4 separate regions of the Mus musculus genome follow, and regions 2, 3 and 4 are each linked to region 1. The links are chromatin contacts, called in public promoter capture Hi-C maps. All regions are on one chromosome and are shown on one strand. The core of a region is the stretch at or near the end of the contact, and the rest is flanking DNA. Distances in the headings are between cores, read along the strand shown.

Evidence for each region. Promoter capture Hi-C pulls out the DNA fragments that hold promoters and counts their contacts.
Region 2: a promoter capture Hi-C map of liver shows a contact between it and region 1, with 5 times the contacts expected there. The contact joins the promoter of Atxn7l1 here to the promoter of Dld in region 1. A contact is called at or near these places in 2 of 39 promoter capture datasets (liver and pre-B cells).
Region 3: a promoter capture Hi-C map of pre-B cells shows a contact between it and region 1, with 4 times the contacts expected there. The contact joins the promoter of 4933406C10Rik here to the promoter of Dld in region 1. A contact is called at or near these places in 4 of 39 promoter capture datasets (erythroid cells, hippocampal neurons, liver and 1 more).
Region 4: a promoter capture Hi-C map of pre-B cells shows a contact between it and region 1. The contact joins the promoter of Nampt here to the promoter of Dld in region 1. A contact is called at or near these places in 4 of 39 promoter capture datasets (hematopoietic stem and progenitor cells, hippocampal neurons, liver and 1 more) and 2 of 484 Hi-C or Micro-C datasets (CD8 T cells and pre-B cells).

Annotation. Positions count from the first base shown.
Region 1 is chr12:31,347,646-31,354,614 of GRCm38.p6, reverse strand. It overlaps Dld (dihydrolipoamide dehydrogenase), which reads left to right and starts at 3,144. Exons shown (of 14, transcript NM_007861.5): 1 at 3,144-3,314; 2 at 4,940-5,018. The coding sequence starts at 3,276.
Region 2 is chr12:33,142,816-33,149,784 of GRCm38.p6, reverse strand. Atxn7l1 (ataxin 7-like 1) reads right to left here and starts at 2,814. Exons shown (of 11, transcript NM_001374022.1): 1 at 1,870-2,814; 2 at 1,284-1,352. The coding sequence starts at 2,050. F730043M19Rik (RIKEN cDNA F730043M19 gene) reads left to right here and starts at 2,199. Exons shown (of 6, transcript NR_015602.3): 1 at 2,199-2,653.
Region 3 is chr12:32,950,061-32,957,029 of GRCm38.p6, reverse strand. 4933406C10Rik (RIKEN cDNA 4933406C10 gene) reads left to right here and starts at 3,241. Exons shown (of 6, transcript NR_044986.1): 1 at 3,241-3,525; 2 at 3,659-3,832. It overlaps Sypl (synaptophysin-like protein), which reads right to left and starts at 2,844. Exons shown (of 5, transcript NM_198710.3): 1 at 2,671-2,844. The coding sequence starts at 2,739.
Region 4 is chr12:32,816,155-32,823,123 of GRCm38.p6, reverse strand. It overlaps Nampt (nicotinamide phosphoribosyltransferase), which reads right to left and starts at 2,789. Exons shown (of 11, transcript NM_021524.2): 1 at 2,498-2,789. The coding sequence starts at 2,554.

The sequences.
Region 1 (6,969 bases), core at 1,895-4,394:
GACCCTTAAGTAGGAGAAATGATATTGTGGATAATTGTACTCGTATGGAGTTCATATTTTTAGCATCCCCTATGGAGTTAGCCTTACAATTTCATTCTAAAATTCATGTTAATGCTAAAACTCTGCAGAGAAAATTTGGAATCTCTAGAGCACAAGCTCGGGATGTAGTCACTACCTGTGTATGTTGCCTTGAGTTTCAACACCCACCTTCTTATGGAGTGCATCCTAGAGGATTGCTCCCTCTACAGGTGTGGCAGATAGATGTGACACATTTTTCAGAATTTGGCAAATACATTCATGTATCCATTGACACATGTTCAGGAATAGTTTATGCATCTCCCATGGCAGGGGAAAAGGCCTCCCATGTTATACAGCATTGTTTGGAGGCCTGGGCAGCTTGGGGTAAACCCCAACAACTTAAAACAGACAATGGCCCTGCATATACTGCCAAAACCCTGGTGTCTTTTTGTCAACAGATGGAAGTACAAGTTAAACACGGACTGCCATATAATCCTCAAGGCCAAGGAATCATTGAACGAGCACATAGAACCTTAAAAGAATTATTAATAAAACAAAGACAGGGAATAGGCTATGGCCATACCCCCAAAAATAAGACTCTCCTTAGCTCTTTTTACCTTAAAATGTTTACAATTGGATAAGGAAGGTCGCTCTGCTGCTGAACGACATGCTAATACCAGCCCCAGTAATCTGGGGTATGCTAAATGGAGGGATGTGCTTACAGGATCATGGAATGGTCCAGATCCTGTGTTGGGCTGGGCGAGAGGGTCTGTTTGCATGTTTCCACAGAATCACGCAGAGCCAGTGTGGGTTCCAGAGTGAATAGTGCGACAGTGTCAAAATGAAGAAGCTGATCCTGTTAAGAAATTCCTATTAAGAAATTGGACTGCAAATTTTGATGGCAAGATGAATGAGCTTCACTCGGCGATTGTCGCTGTGAATTCTACCCGAGTGGATCCTGGCTTGGCATCAGGAAAGAATGGGCTGAGATAGGTGCCCTTGCTGTGGCCCTTGTTTTGGCATGCATGTTGTGTGTATGGTGTATGTGTTGGTTGCAGAATGCCCAGGTCCACACTGCCGCCATGGTGGTGCAAGCTTTTGCCACAGTGGAAGCAGGGCAGTCACCTCAGATTTGGCTTGTTGCCATGAAGAATGAACAATGAAGCCATCGCTCTGCAGGGTTGTAAGGCTAAGCACTGCACAGAAGTTAGTCTGGACGCTGTTTGACAATCTCTGGGAGGTACGTCTGATTGCATGAGGGTTGAGTGTCCTAGTGTTCTTCCCCCATGAAAAACGGCATGGGAGCAGGTCAGGGTTGCTCTGGGTAAAACCCTGTGAGCCTAAGAGTCAATCCTGTACATGGCCCCTATTTCTGCACACTGGGGATCAGACCTCTATCTTCACCCACGGAGCTTGCTTCAAAAGAATATAAAAGGGGGAATTGTGGGAAGCCATTCCAGACTCCCTGGCCAGCCCAGACGGAAATCTGTGCCAGGCAGTAAACAAGCCCATATTTGGTGGATGGCTAGCCCTTAATCCCTGATTGGCTGAGCAAGCCTTCCTGGTGAGGTGATGTGACCTGTGGTGATTGGTTGAGGCGTGGTTATGGCTTGAGTGGATAAAAACACTTGTACCCCGAGAGGCGGGGGATTTGAAGAGAGAAGCTGCCTGAGTAAACTGCTTTAAGAAGAACCGGTGGTTGCGTTTTCCTTGCTGGTCGAGTTGGATGCAACAATAAATGGAGATCATTGACCAGTATTTGATCATACGTCTACCTTTAGCTGTATGGGACCCGGAAAAGACAATGCTATTCTGAATACCCATCTGTCCAGCTGAACAATCTCTTATCTTATGAAAGGGGAAAACAAGGGCTTAAGATGTAACTCAGGTGAAGAATGCTTGCCTGGTATACTAGAAGCTCTGGGTTCCGTTCCCAGCAATCAGCAACACATGGTGGTGGGCACCTGTAATCCCAGCACTCAGGAGATGAAGGCAAGAGGACTATAAATTCAAGGTCATTCTAAGCTCTATATTGAGTTTGAAGCCAGTCTGGGACACATGAGACACTCTCTCAAGAAACCAAAAAGGGGTTGTGGTGGTGATTAATATTTGGTAACAGCTAGCTTTCGTCATAACATTAAAAAATCATTTATTCATGTCTTTTTCCTTCTAAATGGGCATAGATAGGTAAGAAGTAATATTCATCTAATCCCTAACTCTATGGAGTTCAGTACAGTGCCTGGGCTGTAAACTTTTGAGAAGTATAGAGTTAAGGTTTAAACTAGAGACTGTTATTACAAAGTGGTATCAGACCTTAAATCTCTGTGCTCAATTTTTTTTTTTTTTTTGTTTTTGTTTTTGTTTTTCGAGATAGGGAGCTCTGGCTGTCCTGGAACTCACTCTGTAGACCAGGCTGGCCTGGCCTCGAACTGAGAAATCTGCCTGCCTCTGCCTCCCGAGTGCTGGGATTAAAGGCGTAGCCCACCACGCCAGGCTCTGTGCTCAATCTTATAGACAACAGTTAGCAATCTTTTAGGTGCACTCTCAATGAAAACCTAACACCTCACCCACCATCCCAACCCTTCTAGTTTCTTCTACAAGGGAGGCGTGCTTTCAAAATACAAAAATAGAAGGGAGCTTGTTTTCTATACTTTTTGTTAGCGCAGTTTTCAGAACAGGATGTTGGTGAAGAAAGGTTCAAGCCTATCCTTTCCATTGCCTTCGAGAACAGAGATTGTAAACCAGCCGTTAAAATCAAAGCCTTTGTTCGTAGAGCTGCAGTTACCTCTCCTTTGCTTTCTTTAACCTCTCAGGGCTCCATCCAGAAAATGCAAACAGTTCATACGGTTTTTGTAAAGCTAGATAAAGCCTACTGCCCACGAATATCTAGCACAACCATAAGCTTGTCAAGTTGTCAAACTTTTCTTCCTTTCCTATTTAAACTTTACTTTCTGTGGGCTTTACTGAAGAAACAACATTTTTATTTATCTAGTTCGTCTTTCAAGGATAATTTGCAACTCTACTCCAGTCATTTGAGCAACAGTTCTCCAATTCCCCAGCTGCCACAAAGCGCAGCGCCCTTCACGACAGCGCACGACGAAGCGACCGGAAAGCCTCTGCCTTTCGGGCCAATCGCGCTGCTCCTCGGCGATGACGTATATGTTGCGCAGGCGCAGGGTGGGGAGACCTTGGATAAGTCTTACCAGGCGTTCAGCGGAGGTGAAAACCCCTGGTTGGAGGGACGGGACCGAGGGACGATGCAGAGCTGGAGTCGTGTGTACCGCTCCTTGGCCAAGGTGAGGGCGGCCCGCGAGGGGATGATGCTGGACCACAGGCACTTAGACGCCCGCTGTGGGCCCGGACGCGGCCTGCCGCCGGGAACCGCCGCGGCCCCGCCTCTATGCCGGCTCGGTGCGGCCTCCCGAGGCAGCGGGGAGCGCGAGCCCGGGCTCGGGAGGGCCCTGCTGCGGAATGACTGCCCGCAGCCCCACACGACCCGGACGCTGGTCCAGGGGCCTGGGCCCTCCCCCAGTTTCGGGGAGGAGTAAATGACCCTTGCCACGCGCGGCCTGCCCCTTCCTACCTTTCGCCTCATCCTAATGACCCGGGGGGTGGCCTACTCTCCTACGGCGGGGAAGTAACCTTGAGGCCCGACTGGCCCAGACGTGGTCAGCTCCAACACACCGTCCCGCGAGTTCCTCCTCCAAGGATCTGTTTTCATTCACGTCTCTAAACTAGTGCACCCTGCCATCAGTCAGGCCCTGGGGCTTATAGTTTTAATTGCAGCGGTTTGTCGTCCAAACAACTTTCCCATTTCACCTGCCAATTGACAGCTGCCAAATTGAATGTATGAGGCCTAGTGGCAGGGTAGCAGGATAACTTTAGGGACAATACAGAAATGAGACTCTTCACGGCTGAGCCGTCTGTGTCTTTAAAAGTTAATGTAACACGCAAAATGTCACTGTTTTAGGGAGAAGGTGAGCCGCGTCTCTCAGTACAGACAGTTCTTTGTTCCTCTTTGGTTGGCATATCTTGATCTCAGGTGCAGAAGTTGTCTTCAAGTAAAAAACCTTGCTGCATCAGAGTATATTGTCGCTGCTGTCCATTGCTTACTCGCTGTGATAGGAGCTGGAAGTGTGCTTTCTTTATGTGGCCCTGGCCTTAGGAAATGGTAGTCACACTGCTTAGAGAGTGTGAGATTATGATGCAATTTGTGGGACTTCCAGAATGTGAGGCCACTCCGTTGTTGGTACATTTTCCTAGTCCAGTTGGTGGCTTAAGAACATCTTTATAGATCTTATAAGTGATTACAGACTGTTAAGTAGATTTGTTAGGAAGCAGAATGACAGATGAAATGAATATCATTGAAATACTTAAATACCTGAATTCAAAGTTTTGGGATTTTAATTAGAATACTAAACTGATCCTTGGCAATAAAATTAACAATGCTTTCTGAAGTTTTAATAAAACTGTAAGCCATTAAATATATTTTTATTAGATTTAATATGAAATGGTTCATTGAATGTTCATAATAATAAGGCAGACCTGGCAAGGTAAGATTGTGAAAGTTTAATATTATGGACAAAAAAGGGAAATTGGTAGGATACCTGTTTGCGGCAGAGAAAGTCCATTAGTATTATTGCTTGATACATTTGCCCCAGTTGTCATCGACCTTTTAAATTACATGTATTACTTGTGCACATGCCTGTGGGCATGAGCGTGCAACATAGGATGAAAGGATGCCAGAAGACAGCTTCTGGGAGTCAGGTCTCTGCCACCATATAGTTCCCACGGATTAAACTTGGGAAGTCACCCTTGGTGGCAGGAGCCTTTAGCCAGCGGGCTATTTTGCCAGCCTGTTTTAAAAATTATATTTTACTTAACAGGAAAATTTCTTTTGTCTTTTTTTTTTCTATTCTAGAAAGGCCATTTCAATCGGATATCTCATGGCCTACAAGGAGTTTCTTCAGTTCCTTTAAGAACTTATGCAGATCAACCAAGTAAGTACCTGATAACAGCAGTTTTCAATCCGAGTAGCTGAGGAAAGTGAATGTTAGAGTGACTTGTAGTGTTAATCTGTGTGCTTGTTTACTGTTGTCTGTACACCCTGTATGCTACGAGAGGTAAACATGGCCAAGCCCGTTCTTAAGGTGAACAGTACGTAAGTATTCTAAGTGTTTGGAGAAGAAACTGAAAATTAAAGCAGGTTACTAGGAGTCCGTGAGAGGATGTCAGGAAAGCCTTCCGAGGAGATGGAGGGAGTGAGGATATGAAAAGTTGTTTCAGTGAGAAAGGCCTCAGATGGATCTTAATTCGGGAACCTCCAGGAAAAGCACGAAGACTAGGTGGCTTGCAAAACCCAAGGAATAAGATCAGAGAGGTCGAGGGACCCCAGCACCGAAGTCTTTCTAGGCAGACAGCATGGATTTTACTCCACTGGTGAGGGAGAACTGCAGGTGGGTTTTGAGTTGAGCATTTTTATGTATTACAGCTTTTAAGAATTAATTTTGTCTATTGGGTCAGATTGTGTTGGTTGTTTCAGAGCTGTGATGATAATGATTTTTGAAATCTTGAATGAAATTCTTTAAGACTACTATTATATACAGAGAAGGGAGCTGTGGGGTGTATAATTTCCTTCTTAATGCTTTCTTGAAGTTTTGAATTTTCTATAAAAGATAGGTGTTTTGGTTTTTTTTTTTATAAGCACTTGGAATGGGATAAATGGGTTTTTGATAAGGTATTTAACTTACAAAAAGTACTGAAGTGATACATTTACTGAACCCATTAAAATTTGTATTTAAAAGTATTTTATTGCCGGGCAGTGGTGGTGCACGCCTTTAATCCCAGCACTTGGGAGACAGAGGCAGGTGGATTTCTGAGTTCGAGGCCAGCCTGGTCTACAAAGTGAGTTCTGGGACAGCCAGGGCTACACAGAGAAACCCTGTCTTGAAAAACCAAAACCAAAACCAAAAACAAAAAACAAAACAACAAAAAAAAAAGGTATTTTATTCTTTAATTTTGATCTGTGTTAGGATGTGTGTACATGTATGAGTCCCTGTGTGCATGCCACAGTGCAGGTGTGGAGATGAGAGGACAGCCTTGGATATCGTGTAACAGAATGTTATGGTGTAATCAGAGCCTCCTATTTTCAGTCTTTGCACAGGCACTTAGATTTTATGGAGTGAGTCCATGCTGGTTAGTTCTTGTCTACTTGACACAAACTAGAGTCTCCAGGGAAAAGGGACTTCGATTTGAGGAATTCTTCCCATCAGATTGGCCTGTGGGCATGTGTGTAGTGGAAGGGTGCAATCCACTGTAGCAGGTAGGCCTTGGCTATATAAGAAAGCAAGCTAAGCAATCCAGTAAGCAGCATTCTTCTAGGCCTTCTGCTTTAGTTCCTGCCTTTAGGTTCCTTCCTGTCTTGGCTTCCCTAAGTTGCTTTTAGTCATGATGTTGATCACAGCAACAAAAAAACAAACTAAGAGACAGTAACCTTTAATCAGGGGGTTCGGGGGGGGGTGTCTCTTGACATTGTCAAATTATAAGTATAAAATTAGTATATTTTAGGATAGATGAAATAGTAATTTTATACACTTACATGAAGCTGAATTGTTTACTTAATAACTTTTCCTCTCAAAAATAGAAGCTTTACTGGGGCAAAGACTGATTTTTCTTTAGTACCTAAGGTGGCACAGTTGGTCTTCACTGCCTGCTTACTGAATAAAAGAAAACTGCAGTCCTGTCTGTTTCAGTTGCTGTATCACAGAATGTTCAGCATGGTCACCATACAGAGTAGTACCAGCTAAAACGCCAGTACTCTTATCTGACACATGCAGGGCTTAGCTTTGTTTCAGACAGTCTTAAGTTCTAGTGCCTGTCCTGCTTTGGCCACACTTCTCTGTTAGCCTTCCTGTGTTATGAATAGAGAAGCTCTTAGAGAAGTAGGAGAAT
Region 2 (6,969 bases), core at 1,565-4,064, 1.8 Mb before region 1:
ATCACGCTAAGATATTTAGAGGCAAACATCTTTAGAATAATGTTTTGTTCCCAAAGTACTTAATTAGCAGAAACACAGTGCCGGAGAACAGCCCTTGAGTTAAGATGTAAATGTTTTAATGTCCACGTTCTTTCCTGAAACACAAGCGATTCGTCTTACTGGACGGTCAGGAAATAGTGTGGCACTGAAAATCGGCAATTCTTGGTGTGAGTCCGCAAGTCCCAACTTTCCAAGCAGGTCTCATCCACCTCTGCGGGCAACACCCCCTTTCACCAGTGGACTAGGCTGCAGACTCGAATGGCTTTTCTCCACTCGCCGCGGATGAGAAAATGCTCCTACTGTCAAGTTACGTCTGAACTTTTTTGACAACCCCCATCAATTCCTCTGGCCCCTCCATGACTCCTTCCCACCACCAATTTCGGCCAGTTCTCCATACAAGACTCCAGATAGTGCATCACAATTCAAACGAACCCATCCTTTCTTTAAGCACAAAGTAGGTCCTCCAGTGTGGCTCCATTTGAAGCCAGAGGCCAGAGTGACCAATGGCAGGCTTGCAAACAAGGATCACTGATTTACAACAACCAAAGGTGTATGGTGTGCCCAGGCCTGACATAATGGCTTCACTCACATGCCAGATCTGGGGTCATTGTCTGTTCAATGTGTCCCCTTTCAGGTATCATATTTTCATGCTGGGAAGCACAGATTTGTGGGGGGAGGGGTCAGAGTGCAGGCCAAAGATCTGCACATATTGATAACCCCTAACCCTGGTCACTGCCTACAGTCTGTGACCGTGACCAGCAACAAGTAACAAAATGCTACTTGCAGCCAAGGCTTGCCATGTGCAACGGTTTTCAGTGAGAGTGGAGAAGCTGCCGGAATGACCGACCATGTGGGGTTCATTAAAACTTGTGAATTTACATACAAGGGAGGCTGGAATGCTTGTGAAGGGAGCCCCATGCCTCCTCACTCAGGGATTTCAAACCCCACCACCACCATTGGCCAATGGTGCTCCAAGGAGAATGGCAGAGACCAATGTGGACTCCAGCGGAGTGCAGTAAACTTCTGCCTTCCACAGCCTCCCCCACACTGAAAGACCCCCCCCCCAAGTTGTATTTATACTTCGAAGAAGGAAGTTAACAGTGAAGCAGTAGTCACCTGGGCGTGCTCAATTTCTGACAAGCCTTAGTCACTCTGTACCCAACAGAACAATTCACATTATATTCCAAAGCCTGTGAAGACTCTGCCACACAAGCTAACACTAACATGCCAAGAGCTCCACTTACCTTCTTTATTAAGCCTCATAACCTCCCTGCTTTTGCCACCCTCTTTTCCAGCCTCTTCTAAATCTACATCTGCAGATGAAAAAGAAAAGGAAAAAAGAAAATGAGGAAAAAAGGGGGGATGCCAAAGTCAAGGGGGGAGGGAGAGTGTTTATTGACAAACAGATCGATCTAAATACTGTATCTGAAAATCTTGCAAAATTTGACAATGCAACATTTTCTCCCGAGTCTGGCTTTCCATCTACCTGGCCCAGATAGGTACCCCCAAAAAAGGAAAGGAAAAAAAAAACTATGCAAGCAGCAACAGAGTCGCCTTTTAAACAGACACCACCGTGGGGCTGCGAAAGCCCACCCCGCAGGCTGCCTGCCCCGGAGAGCCAGGCACAGACAGACAGACAGCTTTGCTGGCAGCCGGGCCTCTCTGTGCTCTGATGGTCTGTGTCTGTGTGTATTTATTTAGAGAGAGAGAGAGAAGCATGGAGGACGCCGGGGGCCACTCTCTCTCACACACACACTTTTTCCCAGTGGCTCTAGGTGAATGGAAAGGTTACAGGATAATAAAAGGAGGTACAGGCGGTGGGGTTCTTACTGTCGGAGCAGTGTAATTTGGCGGCGTCGATCCAGGAGGACCAGGGTTTGCCCAGAAACGCCTCCGGACTGGGCACTTTGCGGTGCAGTGTCGCCATTGCTGTTCCTTCTTGTTGCTTTTTCCCTGTTCCTTCGGCAGCAGCAGCCGAGAGACACGGGATTCGAGAACGCTCCGACGTCATCTTCGGAACGTTCCGACATTGAGTGTTCTGAGAGGGGGAGGAGGGCGGCGGAGGAGGCGGGAGGCGGGGCGCGCTCGGCCCTGCCCGGCCCTGCTGTGCTGCGTGCAGCCGCTGGGGGCGCCAGAGAGGCGCCGTGTGCGCGGGGCTCGGGAGAGCGCGGAGTCCGGCAGGCTGAGAGCAGAGCCTGAGTGCGCCGCCGGTTCAGCCGGGCAGGGTCGCCTCGCGCCAGGATGCTGCGCCCCGCCGCCCTGTCCAGCCAGCAACCCTGGCGCGACCCCGGGAAGAAGCACAGGTTCTTTCGTCCAGTCGCCGCTGGAGGACCGAAAGTTTTGCTCGCTGCAAGTCTCTTCCTCCCAGAGTCCCAGTCACCCACCATGCGACGTCCCAGAAGGATCCCGGAGGCTTAGTGGGAACGAAATCGGCTGTTTTGCACCCCTCCATCCTTATCCCTCAGGGTAGAGCAGGGACTCTAGAGAGTACACCTCCCAGCTACCATCCACTTCACCCTGTCTCCTCTCTCGGTGAGCCTTGGAATCCGGTCTCTTCGCAGATGCCTTCAGGAGTCAGAAGCAAAGGGGAAATGGACATAACTCCGAGAAACCGGTGAGTGGGGGCAAGGGGAGTGATCATCCCATCCTTGGTTTCATAGCAGGCAAAATTCCAAAATCATTTTGTCTCTGGCGTTCCCGGGGATCTGTGCGATGGTTGTGTGTCCCAGCTGGTAGAGCCACTGCGGAGACTTTGCTCCGCGCACACCAGAGACTGAGCGAGCTCAAGGCTCTTGGGTGATGCTAAGCCCCTCCCTCAGACCCAGCACTTGCACAGAGCAAGCAGGTTGGCCAGAGGACTTCGCATCACCGGAGAACCTGACTGCCAGGTGTGTAGACGCGTGGCGCTTTGAGATGTCTCTTCTGACCCTAGGGGCTGGTAAATGAGACCTTAACCTTCTGTTACCTCTTTAGAATTGTTTGCTTACTAGGAATTCCCTAAACTGTAAAGACACCCTTACCCCCGTAATCAATAACTTTTCTATTTGTGAAGCATCCTTCCATTCTTACCACTGCTGTCCCCGGGAGCCCTTCTGCTCCACACTGAAGCGTTGCTTAATTCTGGGCTGTATTCTGGTGGGGCTGGAATGTCCTGGCACTCAGCACCATGAACCTCAAAACCTGCATTAGGATGGGGGCGGGGAAGGAACCTCTGGAGGCTTGTTTTCAGCTGTGATGTGTGTGCGCGAGTGGGCCTGCCTCTATGGGACATGGATAATTCTCAGGTTTGGATGAATTGCTACCTAACTAAGGTGCCAGTGGGTAAGGAATTACCTTACTTTAAATACTTGTGGTTTGGGAAATATTTCTCAGACCTTGACATCTTAGATGAGCCAGGCGCTGTACCTGACATTACTTCACCCATGCATCTTTTTAAATAACATTGTTTCTCATGGACCGGTTGCCCAGGGTCAGAGAGAGAGGGAGATCCATCCTGGTCTTCACAGAGCTGCAGCTGGAGAACGATCATGCTTAGCTCTTCAGGGAAGCTAGGCATGTGTACAGTGACCCCAGACCAGTGTGGCAAGGGTATGGACTTTCACGGCAGGGCCAGTTCCTTGGCGGAAGTTGAAATGAGCTAAGAGTGTTCAGAAAAAATGTGTCACCAAGAAAACGGAATCTGCTCTGCATATTAGAAATTGGGAAGATCTTATAGTAAGCTGAGGTCTGGTCTTGCCTAGAAAAGGGGACCATGCAGAACCTTGGGTGAATGTAAGCATATGTGGGTCGATGGTGTGGCTTAGCTGTGTAACGTCTTGTGTCCTACTAGGACCATCATTGGGAGCTAGCTGGAGGCAGCTAGGAAAAAACCAACATGTTCCATTCAAACATGTCCCCAAAATTGCTTAATAGACTTCGACTTAAATGAATCCATCTATCCCATCTGCCACTCTTGCTAAATTTCTCTGAGCATCTCAATTTGTGAGGACTTTGCTACCTACACCATTCGTTTTTCTCTAAGATTTCTCAGCACCTGGAAGGCAAGTGTACCACCCACCTTGCTGGTTGGACCATGTTGTTTATTTTTCCTACCTCACTTCTGGTGATAGATTAGAAACAGGACTAACATCAGAAATCCTCCTCGCCACCTAGGAATACCAGTTGGAGGGATTTCAGCTCTTTGTTAATGGATAGCACTAGAGCCCAGCCATGAATGAGCCGGGCATGATGAACAGACTCTTTTTGATAAGTAGAACTGAAGGAACCCAGGACATTTGCATTCTGGCAGGGCAGGGCAACCTCCATGGGAATGTGTCCTCTGCTTTCCAGTCCCCTTGCTCCTGGCAGAGTCAACAGACTCCTGTCTCCTAGGATGTGCAAAAGAGTTCTGTACTCCCTGTGGCTCGGACTTAGTGGATCCTGCTCTGTTCCTAACCACTGTCACTTGCCAGGGCCACCATAGGAGCAATGGTAGCCCTTTCTTACCCCTTAGCTCACCTGGGAAGAAGTTGAAAACTGATGTACGCGTACTCACTGAAACAAAGCCAGCCCTCATTGCTTAATGTAGTTGGGGGAGGGGAGCTTGAGGGAGCGTGGGATAGTGTGAGCATGTGATTCAATGTCCCGAATCCTACTGAACCTCAGCTTTCTTGATCCGTTGAATGGTCACCCAAAGCTGCTGTTCTCTTTAAGTTAATGTATTAGGGGAAATTCAGGGTGCTGAGCCCTGCAGATAAATAAGGCCTGATACATAGTGAGTCATAAGACATGTTTGTCATGATTCTCTCTCTCTCTCTCTCTCTCTCTCTCTCTCTCTCTCTCTCTCTCCCTCCCTCCCTCCCTCCCTCCCTCCCTCTCTCTCTCCCCCTCCCTCACTTGCTCTCAGTAGTTGCATTGGTTTTGGTTTTGGTTGCTTGTTTCTGTTTTGTTTTGTTTTGTTTTGAAATGGGGTATCACACTATAGCCCAGGATGGCCTCAAACTCACTGTGACCTCACAGCAATCTTCCCGCCTCGGCCTCCCATGTCTGAGGCCTGTTTCTTTAGTCAGGATGCATGAGATGCTGGGATTAGCAGCTGGCAGTTGGAAAGAGGCCAGCTCTCTGACGTGATTGCTTCCAGAAGAAACTCTGAGACTTCTGTCCCAGACATTACTGTCTGGCAGCACCGGATAACCTTCCAGGACAGAGTAGACCCCGCAGAAACTCTTCCACCGAGGACAAAGCTGCCTTTGCTTCATAACGACAAGGTCTCTTAATAGAGAGCAAAATGGGAATCTCTATACATTGCGTTTGTCTTCAGATTTCTTGTTCCTTACAAAAGAAATTTAATATTGAATTCTGAAGATTGTTTTCCTTCTGGTAATGAAAGGATGGATCACAGAGATTCCCATTACACAGTGCCTTGGGCATTCTCTCTCCTGTTTATTCTTCTCACTGTGACAGATCCCCTTTAAAGAAGGAAGGGTTTGTGCTGGTTTGAACTCCTAGACCCCAGTGGGTCGAACTATGTGGGAAGGAGTTTGAGGAGGTGTATCACTTTGGGGTGGGGGTCTTTGAGGCTAAAAACGCCCGGCCATTCCCAGTTAGCTCTTTCTGTCTTGTGGATGTATTTCAAGATGTGAGCTTTCGGCTGAGATTTCAATGCCATGCCTGCTGCCCTGCCCCCCACTGTGATCAACTCAGACTCACCCTCTGAAGCTGTGAGCCCCCAGGTAAGGTCTTTTATAAGTTGCCTTGGTGTTGATGTCTTATCTCAGCAATAAAACCATAACTAAGGCGAGTTTATTGTAACTCTGTCCCCAAATCTGATACCATTTTCCAAACCATTTTCAATACATTTACTGACACATCTATTATTATAGGTGTAAGGATACCGCTGTGTATGTTTAAAAGGTGAATTTATGGTCATTTTTCCTGCGCATTTTTCTTTCCTTTCTGTGTTTCTGCCTGGGAGTTATGGACACACATATGTGTGTGAAGACCAGAGGCACACCCTACATGCTGTTTCTCAGGAGCTATCCACCTTGGTTTTGTTGCTGTTGTTGTTGTTTTTTGTTGTTGTTGTTGTTGTTGTTTTAAAAACAACCAGGGTCTCTCGGTGATATTTGGGACTCGCTGATTGGGTTGGGCTTACTGGCCAATAAGCCCCAGGGATCTGCTCATCTTCATTATCCCAGAACCGAGATATAAGCATGGGTCACCACACCCAGCTTTATAAGATGGTTTCTGGAAATCTAACTCAGATCTTCACAAACCTTTACCAACTGACTCATCCCCCCACTCCCTGCCCCAAGCCTGCTTTTATCATATATACCGTCACATGGCATTATGTATGGAATACCCATTCCTTTTAATTGCTGCATACTATTCCACACAATGGTCCAGCGTTCCTTTAGCTATTGCCTAATTGATAGCTATTTTAGAGTTCTGGTTTTATGAAGGAGAAGGTGGTCGATGCTGTTATTTTTATACATGCTTGGTGGGCACAGGAGGGAGCGTTTCCACTCTGAGTTAGAATTGCCAGGTACGTGCGCTTTCCATTTTAATAGCCTTGCCAGATCGTCTTTTAAGCAGCTGACTAGTCCAGACTCCCTGGAGCGTGTAGCCGTACCCGTCTCTTCACACACTTATTAATGCTCAACATTTTCAAAACGCTAGCTCCTGGCAGTACGAGGGGAGCGTGTCTTATTTGCTCGCGTTTCCCTCATTTTGGGTGTTTTCAAGCATTTTTAATGTGCACTTTATTCTCGCTCTTTGAACTGCTGTGTCTGTTGATTTGTTGTTGGCATTTTGAGGCCTTTGTGTTGATTTGAAGGAATTTTCTATGCCTCCCAGACACACAGCATCCTGCCTGCTTGGAAATGCTGCCACTTCTCCCTGTTAATTGTCTTTTTCCAAAGTACTTAGCTGTCCAGGACTTCTCCTTGGAAA
Region 3 (6,969 bases), core at 1,992-4,491, 1.6 Mb before region 1:
TATCCACTACCACACACACTAGCAGTTTGGAAAAGATTGACTTAAGAATATGTTTGACAGCTGGGCAATGGTGGCACACACCTTTGATCCTAGCCCTTGGGAGACTGGGGCAGGTGAGTCTCTGAGTTGGAGGCCAGCCTAATTTACAGAGTGAGCTCCAGGACAGTTAGTACTACACAGAGAAACCCGGTCTCAAAAAAACAAAATTGAAGAAAAAAACAAGTGTTTGATGAAGCAGTACAAATTAGTTTAACAGAAGTGGGAAACACAGGGGGTTTTGTTGCATATCAAGTTATAATGGCTGGTTCTAGAGAAAGTATTTAAACAAATGAGCTGTAAACTGAAACTAGTTTTCATTTTTCTTTGTAATACCACCACCTTTCTCTGATGGTCAACCTTCACTGAGTTCCTTCCCTTACCGGATATCTACCCACTTAGCCTACATTAATTAATACAGTTTCTGATTTTACTGAGACTGTTCTTGCTAGTGCCGTCAACGGTCTGATTACTAAGAGCAAGGGGCATGCTTTGGCTCTTACTTTAAGTACGTTCTCCATAGCACCTGACATTATTGAACGTTCTTTACTTGAAACTCTTAACAGCAATAAAGATGTTTCTCTCTACCTTCCTAACTATTCCTTTCTTCTTAGCTGGCAAGCTGAGTCTTTAGTCTCTACCAGCATTTAAAAACTGTTAGGTTCATATCTACCAGGGCCTATAGGAGACTGACACTTAAACTATGTGAAGGGATTATCTACAACATATCCTTAAAAACAATTCAAATACTTTTCTGCCACAGACAATAAGGCCATCACCAACCCAAGTCACAAATAGAATCATCATCATAAAACAGTTTAATTTCTAGTCATCTCCATCCTTACTACAATTAATTTTAGGTACGAATAATTTCTAAAGCAGCAGGTTTCTCTCCACGTTGGGCTATTTTTATACTGTTAACAACTAAAATTTTCTAAACAGGCAAATCCAAGGATTGACTCGGAATCTGAGCTTAACTGGAAACTACCTAAATACGACCTGATATTCTATAGCTTGTACACATAGGACCAGTTTTTCATGACTACCCTCAGAAGGAACAAGGGCTTTGAACTTGTTATAATCATTTAGAACCATACTTTTGCCCAGTATGTTCATCCAAGCAAAAACCTACTTACATAGGCTGCTTCAACTTTTCCTCCCACTAACAGGACTCTATTTGCCTAGAAAGCCAATCCCTAGCTCACTAGTACTCACTCTTCAAATATTCTTCCATCTATAAAGTCTTCCCCAATGATGCTTTCCTGTCTAACCTACTACTTTACAAGTATCTCTAACACACAATTTACCATATGGCATTTTTATAGTCTCCATTACATCCTTGAATGATCATGAGAAAAAGAGTTTGATTCACATCTGTAAGCTGGCATTTAGCACAGTGCTGGTATATGCTACCTACTCAAATATTTGTTGGGTAAATACTCACTACACCATTAACACTCTATAGTCTTACTACAAACTTACTGCCTGTGTAATAAAAGGTTTTCAAACTCAAAGTATTATTTTAAGAAACTTAAAGATAATTTCAGCACACAACAAAATTACTCCTACTTTAAAATATTCAAGAAAAGATATAAGCTGCCTCTTACTTAAGTGAAAATCTAAATTATTAAACTGAATTGTAACATTCAATGAGACTAAATGTAAGGTTCATTCTTAACACACATTTCTTTGATTTCTCCCCTATGACTTTTGGAATTAAAATAACAACCTTCTTCTAAACTTAGGGTTGCACAGAAAGTCACGTGTCTTTTGCCAGTTGCAAGAGCAGCATTTCAGTTTTCACAAAATTGAAGGCATAAAGTGTAAATACAAAAATCAGAGCGAGCAGTCATCAGTCATCGGAGAACTTCAAGCTCTTCGTTAAAACACACGCACGAAACCGGAGAGTTCTTATTTTTCACCCTCAACATGAACTGTGAAGGAATTAAACGTTATCGGCTACGAAACACTACCTGACTGCACACGGGGCAAATAAATGCCAAGTGCTTACATTAACTCTTCAAGTCAGCACCCAACTATAGTGGGCCGCTAAGTTTGAAGGAAAATCGCAGAGCTTGATAAACTAGCTGCACGTGACAAGGTCTAACTTGTAAGTCTCCTTTGATGTTAATGATTGCTTGGCAGGAAAGGGCAGAAAGCTGACTTTCCAAGCAGGATGTTGCTATAAACAATCTCGACGTCCAGGCCAGGCGTTAAATGGGCCGACAATTTAATGCGTCGGGGCAAGGGCTTTGCCTCGGCTTCTCTGACACACACTATTTTTAACAGGAGCCCATACCCGCCGCCAGCGAAGGGCGCAACCCAGGTCTAGCCTCGCCCGCGGAAGCCGCGGGCCTCCGGGCGGTCGGTATCAGTTGGACCGCAGCAGGAAATCCTGTCTTCCTTTGCGGATGGCAGTGGAGCCTGAGAAAAAAAAGCGAGCGAGCTTCCACGCCTCCGCGGCTAGGGGCGGCCGGGAGAAGCCGCCCACACCGGCGACTCGACTCGACGCCGGCCGCCATCTCCGCCCCGCGGCCTTCGAGCGTGGGGGACTCCCTCACGACCGCGTCCCCGCCTCCCGGCAAGGCGCCCCGCGCTGGACCGGGCGAGGTCGGCGTCGCAAGCTGCACTCACCCACTCGAGGATCTTGATGAAGCCGAGCGGCTCCTTGAGCGGGTTGAGGTTGATCTGGAAGGCGGACATCCTCTGAGGGAAAGGAGGGAAGAGAGTCAGGACGCGGGGCGGAGGAGGGGAGCGGCGAGACCGGAGCGACTCCGCGGCGAGAGCGGGAGGCGGAGCCGGCGGGGCTGGGGGCGGGGCCGGAGGGGTGGGGACGAAGGGGCATCGGGGCGGGACGGCCTGGCCTTTAAGGCGGGGCCGGGCGGCCGTTGAGTCCGCGCCCAGGAGACAGAGAGGGCGAGCCGAGACCAGGCCGAGGAGGGACTGGGAAGGGCTGGCTCCTCCCCCGGCCGCACCTGACTCAGCCGGCTGAACCGCTGACGAACCATGTTGGCTTTGGAAGCCATGCGTGTGCCGCGCCCCCTTCCCCAAAGCCTAGCTCTGTCTCTAACGCGCACGCGCGCTCCCTAGGCCCCAGACTCTTTTCCGGCCTTTGCGAGCGCGCGACGGGGGTGGGTGGGGTCGGGGGACAGCTGCGCCTGCGCAGCACGGCCCTCCACCTCGGTGGCGTTCTGGTTGCTATGCCCTTTTGTGGCTGTGACTGCCCGCCCTCACAACGGCCCGTTTTCTTCCCAGTGCTCTGAACTTTTGGGCAAATGTGTCAAGTGTGTACACAGACAAAGCCTCACTTCAAAGCTCGTGTTCAGGGCCCTTAAAGTCATAGTTATTGCAAAACTGCGGCCGTCTGGCGAACCTGCCTTATGTAAGGGTGCTTGAACGTATGATTCACCAAACATTTCCGCAGACATCGCAAAGTTGTTGGAGCCAGAGTAGGAGAAAGACCACCCATTTGAGATCATGGCTTGACAGGTCTCACAGGACAACTCATCTCTCCACCTCTATCCCCGTTTGGCGAGGCCTGTATTTCGTGCCGTTTTTTTTTGGGGGGGGGCGGGGGAGTGGGGGGGGGTCAAGTTAACTCATCTTTCATGATTTGTCTTAGGGAACACTCCCTCCTGCCACCAGAATGGGACCAATCTAGACATCTCTTCTCTGGCTTCCTTGTGCCTGGCCTTTTTTGGAGGGTTGGGATAGTGGCCTGTCTTCATGCATGGTGAGATAACACCAACATCGAAGGAAGATCTTTGCCACAGAGGATCCTAGTTCCAGCTCCCAGGTACTTATTTATATTTCCTAAATGTCAGTGGAGTATTCCATTAGAACTGACCACTACCCATGAACAGTTACTACCAAGCTAACACTTCCTCCTTCCTTCACTCTTATTTCCGTGTATTCCACTCAGCATTTCTCTTTAAGTCTTAAAAAAAAAAAGTTATTTTCTGCTGAGACCTGTTGGATAGGAACCCACAAGTAAATCACTTAGCTGTGCTTCAAAGGAAAAAGTATTCAAAGTAGAATTATACAAAATAGCCAAAAATATATTCAATGTAATTTCAAAATGAAATAGATGCTAACAGGATGGGATAATGCTCATCTTGCAACTTTATAGAGCTGAGAGGTCTGAAACAATTTGTACTCCCATGGTTTGTTCCTGTAGTCCTGTCACCAGGCAGCTGGCTGAGGTTTGCTTGACTGCACAGTTGGATAGGAATTGTGGGAAGGATAGGCAGGGGAAGCAAGTGAGGAGCTGGTCTCTTGTAGCCTTCATTTCTGTCAGGCAGCAGTGAGTGGTGGCTGAATCCCGACAGAAGCAGCAGCAAGTGGCACCCTCTAGTGTTGCAGCCCTCATAACTCAACCTTACAAATGTTCCGGTTTGTAAGTCTAGAACACTGGGGTTCCTCAACCCTTGGCAGCTCTTGGCCCAGGATGAGACCTTTGGCCCTGAAGGCTTAACAGCTATCTGGAGCTCTTGTGGTGCCAGGGCCTGCCCTTGCTCTTCTCTGGCTGATTATAAGGTTTTATCCGTTAGTCTTGGCTCTCTACCTCAGCTGCTAGGACTGTTCACTTCTGCCGCCTTAGACACAGGGTACCTGCTACTTCTGTGTGTGCCATTTTGCCGCCACTGCTTTCCAGTCTCTGCTGCTTTCTGTTCTGTGTCATCTTATCCTGCACTACTAAAAGTAGGCAAGACCACCTAAGAGCAGTTGTGTGTGTGTGTGTGTGTGGGGGGGGGGGGGTAAGGCTGCAATACCAGAGGAGCTTACAACACCAGAGTATCCTGACTCAGCACACTGAGTGAGCCTGAACGTCCTCTGATGTAGCCTAAGGACTATACCTACCAACACTGGACAAGCACAACTGTTTGTTTTAAATAAATTATACCCAACACTCTGAGCTAATCACAGATTTGTCTCTTAACGCTAGACCCCCTGTACTCACTGATAAGTGGATATTAGCCCAGAAACTTAGTATACCCGAGATATAAGATACAATTTGCTAAACACATGAAACTCAAGAAGAATGAAGACTGAAGTGAGGACACTATGCCCCTCCTCAGAATTGGGAACAAAACACCCATGGAAGGAGTTACAGAGACAAAGTTTGGAGCTGAGACGAAAGGATGGACTATCTAGAGACTGCCATATCCAGGGATCCAGCCCATAATCAGCTTCCAAACGCTGACACCATTGCATACACTAGCAAGATTTTATCGAAAGGACCCAGATGTAGCTGTCTCTTGTGAGACTATGCCGGGGCCTAGCAAACACAGAAGTGGATGCTCACAGTCAGCTATTGGATGGATCACAGGGCCCCCAATGGAGGAGCTAGAGAAAGTACCCAAGGCGCTAAAGGGATCTGCAGCCCTATAGGTGGAACAACATTATGAACTAACCAGTACCCCGGAGCTCTTGACTCTAGCTGCATATGTATCAAAAGATGGCCTAGTCGGCCATCACTGGAAAGAGAGGCCCATTGGACACGCAAACTTTATATGCCCCAGTACAGGGGAACGCCAGGGCCAAAAAGGGGGAGTGGGTGGGTAGGGGAGTGGTGGGGGGGGTGTGGGGGACTTTTGGGATAGCATTGGAAATGTAATTGAGGAAAATACGTAATAAAAAAAAAACACTAGACCCCCAAAGGAAGGGTTCCATGTCAGGTCACTGTGGGAATGATTCCAGGGTCATCTAGAGTGGGCATTGAGGAAGCAAAAAAAACTTAGATAAACTTTTTCAAACAGCTCTGGATGGCACTGTGCCTTTAAGAAGCAGAGCAGTCAGCTACAGTTTTTGCATAATTATCTCAGGGTGTCCATGAGATGTCCAAGATATTTGTTATTAAGCACATAGTTATTGTGCTCAAGGTAGCCAAATTGCTCCATTCTCAATGTCTATGCTAATTTGTAGGGAAATGAGCATCAAAAGGAACATTTAAAATAATAGTCTTAACGCACTTATTAGTACAGGTAGTGCCCCAGGGACAAATGTATTCCAAGATCTGCCTTAGTTCCAGCTATTCAGTAGACTGAGGAAAGAGGATCATTACAAATAGTTTTTTCTTTTCTTTAGTGGAGTCCAGGAATTGAAGTTGGTCCAGCCTGGGTGATATAATCTCAACCTGTTTCTTGTTTTATTTTTTCTTTTGAGATAGGATCTCACTCTGTAGCCTTGGTTGGCCTTAAATTCACAGATGTCCACTTGCCTCTGCCTCCCTCCCGAGTGCTGGGATTAAGGCATTTCTCAGGGTGGTGGTGGTGGTGGGGGTGGTGGTGGTGGTGGTGGTGGTGGCTTTCTCTGTCTATTATTGTAGTCTCAGGAATTACGATAGGCTGGATTCTTAACCTGTGAGGTATGCATTATATTGTCTCTCTTTTACTTTTTGACTCCTTTCTCTCCTACTTGTTCAAACCCACCAGTGGAAGGTCTTATTACAGCTTCCCAGGAAATCTGCCAGACTTGAATTTTAAGAGGGTCCCTTCATTGGCCCTGAGCCATTGTTTTTTCAATACAGAGACCACTTAGTGTGGTCTGAGCCACATCGGGTCACTTGTCAGGATTCATTTATAAGATCTGAATGGAACCACAGGAAGCATGAAACCTTAGTCACATGTGACGTAGCACTGCTGCCTGAGAAGGAGGTAAGAGTGGATGGCAGAGCCAGGGGTGTCTGCAAGAGTGTCACACTCCCATAACAGTAGCATTTCATTGAAAACATAACTGTTCAAACTCTGGGAAGACTGTTCAAGATGACGGTGAACCATGCCTACAACTGTGGTCATTTCCTCAACTCTGAGGAAAGGCCTGTGGAGACCGGACAGACGAGGGTGTCAAACATGAGATCCCCTGAAACTGGAGTCATAGTTGGCTGTGAGCTGCCATATGAATGCTAATACCCACCTAGGTCCCCTGCAAGAG
Region 4 (6,969 bases), core at 1,540-4,039, 1.5 Mb before region 1:
ACAGTTTTGTGGAATCCAAAAGAAAATCATCTTTGACTGCTTTCTGGTTATTTCTGATTATCCCAGAGGTAAGTTCAAAGGAAAAACCACGTCTCCTTTACAGGAAAGTCCCGAATGCAATCCAACCACCGAAATGGCTGGAGTGGCTCACACCCATTCTCCCTAGCTGGGTTAGTGCAATGTCACTAAAGCTGGGTAGGAGATGTGCCCTAAGCAATTCTGAAAATATAAATGATTGAAGCCGTAAGAGCAGGCCCTTTTTATTTGGAAAATAAACTCAAGATGAAACTGAAGAGCTGCATCTGCCTGTGTTCTCAGGTCCTTATTACACACAATGAAATACGAGATCCCAGAAATGGAAGTGTGCTTCAAATGCCCCTGCACTAGCCCCGAGTGTCCTGCCCTTTCTTAAGGACACTGTGAAAATGTATCCCACATGTTGCTATATGCTTGGCCACCGCCTTCTCTGCTGTGTAGTTTAGGAAACCATTTCCCTTTAATTTTAGAAGAATCTCTTCATCCTCCAGCCACTCTCTTCTAAACAGCCACGAATTTTTGAGATCTGACAAGAATATATAATTGCCAAATGAAAGAATTTTCATTACTTGTAATATCGTGCTTAGCACTCTTGCTACCTCTCTACCTAGGATTAAAAAGACAAGAAGGATAAATACTTTAATATTAGCCCCCTGAGACCACCGGTCAGGAATAAAATTTATTATATGCAAATAAAATTCCCTCAGCTAAGCAGGACTTGCTAGGACATTAGAAAGCTTTAAGATTACTTCTTAACTAAACACATCTCCAAAACACCACTGTGACCTGCAGCAGTGTCACACTTGGCACTCACAATGGCGGGAGGAGCTACTGCTTTCTTTTTGATAAACCCTGTAGTTCCAGCTGCTCCTTCTCTGCTATGTAGAGCAGACTAGCCTGGACCTCACAGAAGCCTGCCTCTCTGGTTTCTGAGTGTTGGGATTAAAATAATTATGTGCCCTCCTAAGCCTGGACTTTTAAGTCTGTTTATATTTCCCTTTACGTTCAATCGTTTACACATAATACAGTAAAATATCTGAAAATTATCTTGGGATATTTACTGATATTTTACTTTTACAAAATGAGGCTTTTCTAAAATCACTAAGAATACCCAAAACACTTCAACTGAACTACATCATGCAGAGATTTTAGAGCCTCCAGTACCACAACAGAAATGGTAATAATCTTGAAAAGGTGATTTCCACTTTAAAATCCCATCTGAAGTAGGATGTGGAGGCACACACCTTTAATTCCATGACTTAGGAGGCAGAGGCAGGCAGCTCTCTGAGTTCAAGGCCAGCCTGGTCTACAAGGCAGGTTCTAGGACAGCCAGGGCTGCTACACAGAAACTCTGCCTCAAAAAACTAAAATGAAGTAAAATGAAATTCCATGCGAAAGACCACCTGTTGATAAATCTTGGACCCTTTAAAATGAAAAATTACTTACTTACAATAGTTTACCAAAAAAAAAAAAAAAAAAAAAAAAAGGACAAACTAGTATGTAAGCAAATGGGACTCTGAAACATTCAGATTACAGGGCTACAAAAAGTAAAAAGCAAAGAACCAAAACAAAACCACGAGAGTACTACGCCTAAATCGCTACTCAAAACCATCACGATGTTCAAGTAAATACTAAACTTGAAAGCTAAAATTTAATCTGTTCTCGCGAGGGTCCTACTAGTCTGACATTTTATCTTTTAAGCGTCTTGGCTAACAAACTTAACTGAAGATCAGTGCAGTTCATTTCACAGTGTGTATGGGGGGGGGGGGCGGGCGGGCATTTCTTCATCATTCCTCTCTTGGCTAAGGTGCATATCAAATGGAATTAGTGCAAGAGTCAACTCAATAGGCACCTTAAAGCAATGTGCCATTTTACTCTCCCCACAAATTCTCCAGGGTTATAACTCCAGTTCCTTTAACTCTTGGTGTTTCACTTTCCATTTCACAGAAATCACGTAGTTGATCCTGGAGAGCCAGAGCACACTGGCCTCTGCAACCAGGGGGCAGGCACGTGAATGATCCCTAGGTGCAAGGGAGTTGGAAATGCAACCCCACCGAGTGGGACAGCTGAATCAGACGCGGCTCCCGGGGCCGGGTTATCCTCCGCGCTGGGACCACTGGCTGGGTGAGGGGCACACCGCCAGGACCTCTCCCCGAGCTCCCCGGGGCAGGACCGTACCTGCCGAGCCAGGGGCTGTTACCTAACCGGCCCGATCGTCCCACGGTCTCATCCAGTCCTCCCTGTCCCAGAGCCAAGGCCGCCGGCGGCTACGGTAGCTGCAGCGTGCGCCCATCCCGCCGAGCCTCCGGCCGCGCCCCCGCCGCGGCGTAGGCCCCGCCTCCGGCCCGCGCCTCCATCCTTCAGCCACCGCGTTGCGGCTCCTCCACCTGCCCCATCCCGCCGCGCCGGCTCCCGCCGCCCCGGGCCCGGAGACCCCCCCCCCCCCCCATCGCAACTCCACCTTGTACGAGTCGGTGGCCAGCAGGATGTTGAACTCGGCTTCTGCCGCAGCATTCATCTCGGGCCGGAGCGGAGACGCCGCGCCACGAGCTGCCCGGCGCGGCTGCGAGCAAGGAGAAAAATGGGCTTCGCTGCGCTCCGTTGCTTAAGTCACCGCTCGCTCGCAGGGGGGCGGGAGAGCAGGGAACGGAGCGCGGGGAGGGGCCGGGAGGGCGGGCAGGTCCGTGACGCGGCGGTGGAGGCTAGCGCGCTCCCCTGCCCAGCGCGCTCCGGCGGCTTTCCCGGCGGCTCCGCGCCCCGCCCATCCCGGGGACAAGGGGCGGGGCACGGCTGCGCGTGCGCAGCGCAGGGGCGGGGGGGACTGAGGAGGACGTGAGGCACGCGCTCTGCCTCAGCTGCGCCCGCCCCGGGCCTAAAGCCGACCGTCACCCCAGCGCGTGACCTGGGCGCCTGCCTCTGAGGGGCGTGGTCTGATGCAGGGGCGTGGCTTGGCGTTCCCAGCCTCGCCCCTCCTGCCGGGAGTCTCTTTGCCCGCCCCAACCCGGACCTTCCTCTTGTCCTACCCAGTCCCTGCTCGTCCTGAGAGTCTTGTTGGAGTCACGCCACCAGCTAAGGCCAAGGAGCCACCCACTGTCGTCTCCCTGTTCCCGCACGCGCTGAATTACCTTTGTCTCCCGCTTGGACGATGGATGGAATCTTTGGTCCCCATCCGTCTTGTGGATTCCGATCCTCTAGATTTTCCTTTAAAATCAGAGGAGCTGCTTGCGGTCTGAGTTGCCCTGGCGCGTGGACTTGCTTTTCTCCGCGCTCAGTCTGTAGCTGAGCTCTTTGATCCTTTGAAGGCTGACTTTTCCTGGAGAAAAGCCTTTGCGTCTTAGGGAAAGGTTAAATTCAACCCTCTCAGACAATGTAGGGACAAGACCAAATTGAATCTAATATTGTTGGGAAGTAAAAGGCATACAGCCAAGTCTTATACAGTGGATCTGTTTTTTGGTTTTTTGTTTTCCTTTAAATCATTAAATCGTGGGGGAAAGAGCTAGTAACCTCCCAAATAAGCGAAGTGACGTCTGATGACGTCACCCAACTTCCATGAGCCTGTCCTCTTGTTCAGTTTTCACATACAGAGTTGCAAATTTGTTTTGCATAGAACTAAAATTCCCTTTGCATGTTTAATAGCATTTAAGAATTCTAAGATTTAGGCTTTGTTGTTGTTTTGTTTTTATGGAATACAAGTAGCAGGGGGAAATCGGTATAACTAAACTGGCACAGACTGCATCAAGTTAGTAGCTTCCTTTTGCCTTTGACTTCTCAACAATGTTAGATTCAGTTTGGTCTTGTCCCTTCATCGTCTGAGAGGGTTCAATTTAACCTTCCCCTTAAGACACAAAGGACTGTTGAGACTTTTCTCCAGGAAAAGTCAAACAGCTTTCAAAGGATCCAAGAGCTCAGCTACAGCATCCATTCATCTACAATTGACCGCCATTTTAGGCTGTTTTATGCGGGGGGTGGGGGGTGGGTGGGGGGTGGAGGTGGGGGTGGGGATAAGATTCTAATTACAAAGTAGTCTTTGTTCACGGTAGTGTTTTCTAAAAACAAAATTTGATCTTGCAATCTTTCAGTTTTTTTCCCTGTATAAAAATGAAAAAGCCCAAAATGTAAAAATGCTAACATTGTAAGCATACTGACATTGCTAGATAAGTTCAAGAGTAGGGTCTGCAGGAATATTACTGGCTTAATCCCACAGCAATCTTTAGAGGAAAAGGTGACTATTGAAGTTCTTAGAGTTCTTAAAAGCCCCTCTCCCGCAAAGGGCTATATGCTAGTGTGGACTGACTAGAAGGAAGCAGATCAACTTTTAAGAGTTGGGGTCTCAGATATAGCTGTCTCTTGTGAGACTATGCCGGGGCCTAGCAAACACAGAAGTGGATGCTCACAGTCAGCTATTGGATGGGTCACACGGCCCCCAATGGAGGAGCTAGAGAAATTACCCAAGGAGCTAAAGGGAACTGCAACCCTATAGGTGGAACAACAATATGAACTAAGCAGTACCCCGGAGCTCTTGTGTCTAGCTGCATATGTATCAAAAGATGGCCTAGTCGGCCATCACTGCAAAGAGAGGCCCATTGGACTTGCAAACTTTATATGCTGTGTGTCTCACTCATTCCCCTCTCTGTATACTAGCTCTGGTTCTCAAGGCCTTTGCCACAGACCCCAATTTGCCCCATCTGACTTGCTATTTATTCTTACCACATGTGTTAGATATTTGGCAATGGGGAAATACCTTAGAGAAATAGTTATAAAAGAGGAAACATCTATTTGGCTCATAGTTTCAGAGTTTGATCCATATCACTCAGTGTTGTCTTTTTTGGACTTGGAGTAGAGGAGGGAATCATGGCAGAATGAGTGATAGAGGAAAGATTCATAGAAGTCAAAAATGGAGGTGGTGAGGAGAGGGCAGGAATGGAGACAAGGTATAGTCCCAGGAACATGCCCTGATTACCTTCTTCTAGCAAACATCCAAATCATGACATTTCTATCATCTCACCAAATAGTACCATCAGCTGACAAGCTCTCAACATATAAGCCAGAAGAGGGCAGTTCCTATTCAAACCGTAAAATTCTACTTTTGGTCAAAGACTCATCACCATCTGATGTATAAAATGCATTTAGTCCATCTTCAAGAATCCTTAATATCTCAAAACTTTAAGTCCAAGCTCTCTGCAGAGTTCAAAACAAAATGTTAGCTTTCAAGATACAGTGGTACAGAGTAAGCATTCCCGCTCTGCAAAAGAGAAACGGGAACACAGGGATGAGGGATAGAAACGAAGCAAATCAGAAACACAGCAGGACACAAGTCAAATCCTAACTAGCATAACTTCATGTCTGACAATTGGGGCTGCATGCAGACAGGATGGAAACTCTGAGGCTTGGATAGCCATTTGTTTGAATATGGAATAAATTCTATTAAATAGTACAAGATTAAAAACCTTAGCTTTCATCAGTCCATGTTTATAAACATACCTATTTATATAGTTTGACATATACATTAAATGTAAACTATATCTTTACTGTAAGTCTAATGAAGGCTAAGTTTCGACCACATCTTTTCCCAAGGTAACCAAATGTATAGGCCATGTGTCAGATATTACTTGGTTCTTCCTATAAGACTGAAGGCCTACAGACTATATAGAACAGATTGTATAGATTGATTACAATTTGTTTGTTTGTTTGTTTGTTCAATTGATTGTTAGGTACCTATCTTAGCCTACGTCTGTTAGCAGATGTAATTCTCACTTGGGTTTCGTACCTAATCTTGCCTTGAAAGTCTCTGAAGACACATTTTGTTTTGTTTCCTTGTAAGTGAACAGGTAAGAGTCCTGAACTCACTCTTCAATGTTTGTCACTGACCTAAGGGGAAACAGTGTCAAACATGTTACAAGTACATATGCCCCAATTTATCTAACACAGTTTAAACCTTTTTAAAAAATAGCCATTTCAACTATATGCTTTAGTTAATTTATATAAGCACAGTTAATCAAAGCAATTATATTTAAATATTAATAGTATGAAATTCTTTATCCTGATTTACAAGACATTTCACATGGTATACATATGCAAAATAACTCATTGTTCCTCATAATTGCATAAAATCGTAATTTATCCATGAACATAATATTAAAATAAAATAACTTACAATAGCAAATATCAAGGATAGTAGTGACACGACCATCTATATAATGGGTTTTGTTTGTTTGTTTTTTTGTTTTTACTAATTGAACTTGAACAGCCATTCTTATTGTAGCCCATAAGGTTTCTTTCTTGGGCTGGCTGTGCTCTGTGCCTGCAACTTTTCATGGAAATGTCCCATGTACCTAGCATCTTTTTAATATATCTTCAGTTTTAACTGTTACAGTTTCACATGTCATCCTCACAGGACTGCCTGTGGGATCCCAACCAAAGGCTACATTGACTGACTTCTCAGGCTTGCCTTGGTGGAAACCTCTGGATCCTGCGATTGTTGCATTCTGCACACCTACAAAGGCAGCATCATGCAGACAACGCCAAGGTCTGCCCCATGCTCTACTGCAGCTGGTTTCCTTTGACCACGGTAGCAGCAGCCTCCAAATACGCTGGATACCTGCGCAAGGCGAAGGGAATCCAGGGAAAATGGCTTCCTAGCTGAGAAGTAAGTAGGGTACCCAGCAGTGCTGCTCTCAAGTGGAATCTTTTAAAATGATTTTTACCTTTTTCTACCCTGGCGCTCAGGTTGAGATGATTCCCCGTTCCTGAGATGTTCTCGACATAGTCCTATTGCCCCACTGCAGAATGTTTGGCTTCTTTATAATTTCACAGTTCCTTTAACAACTGCATCTTCCTGTCCACAGCTTTGAATTTGTTCCCTTTCTTGAAAGAGTACATGTTTTTAAATATTTCTGTTCTGCATTAAGCTGCTTATTCTCAGTGTAGATGTTG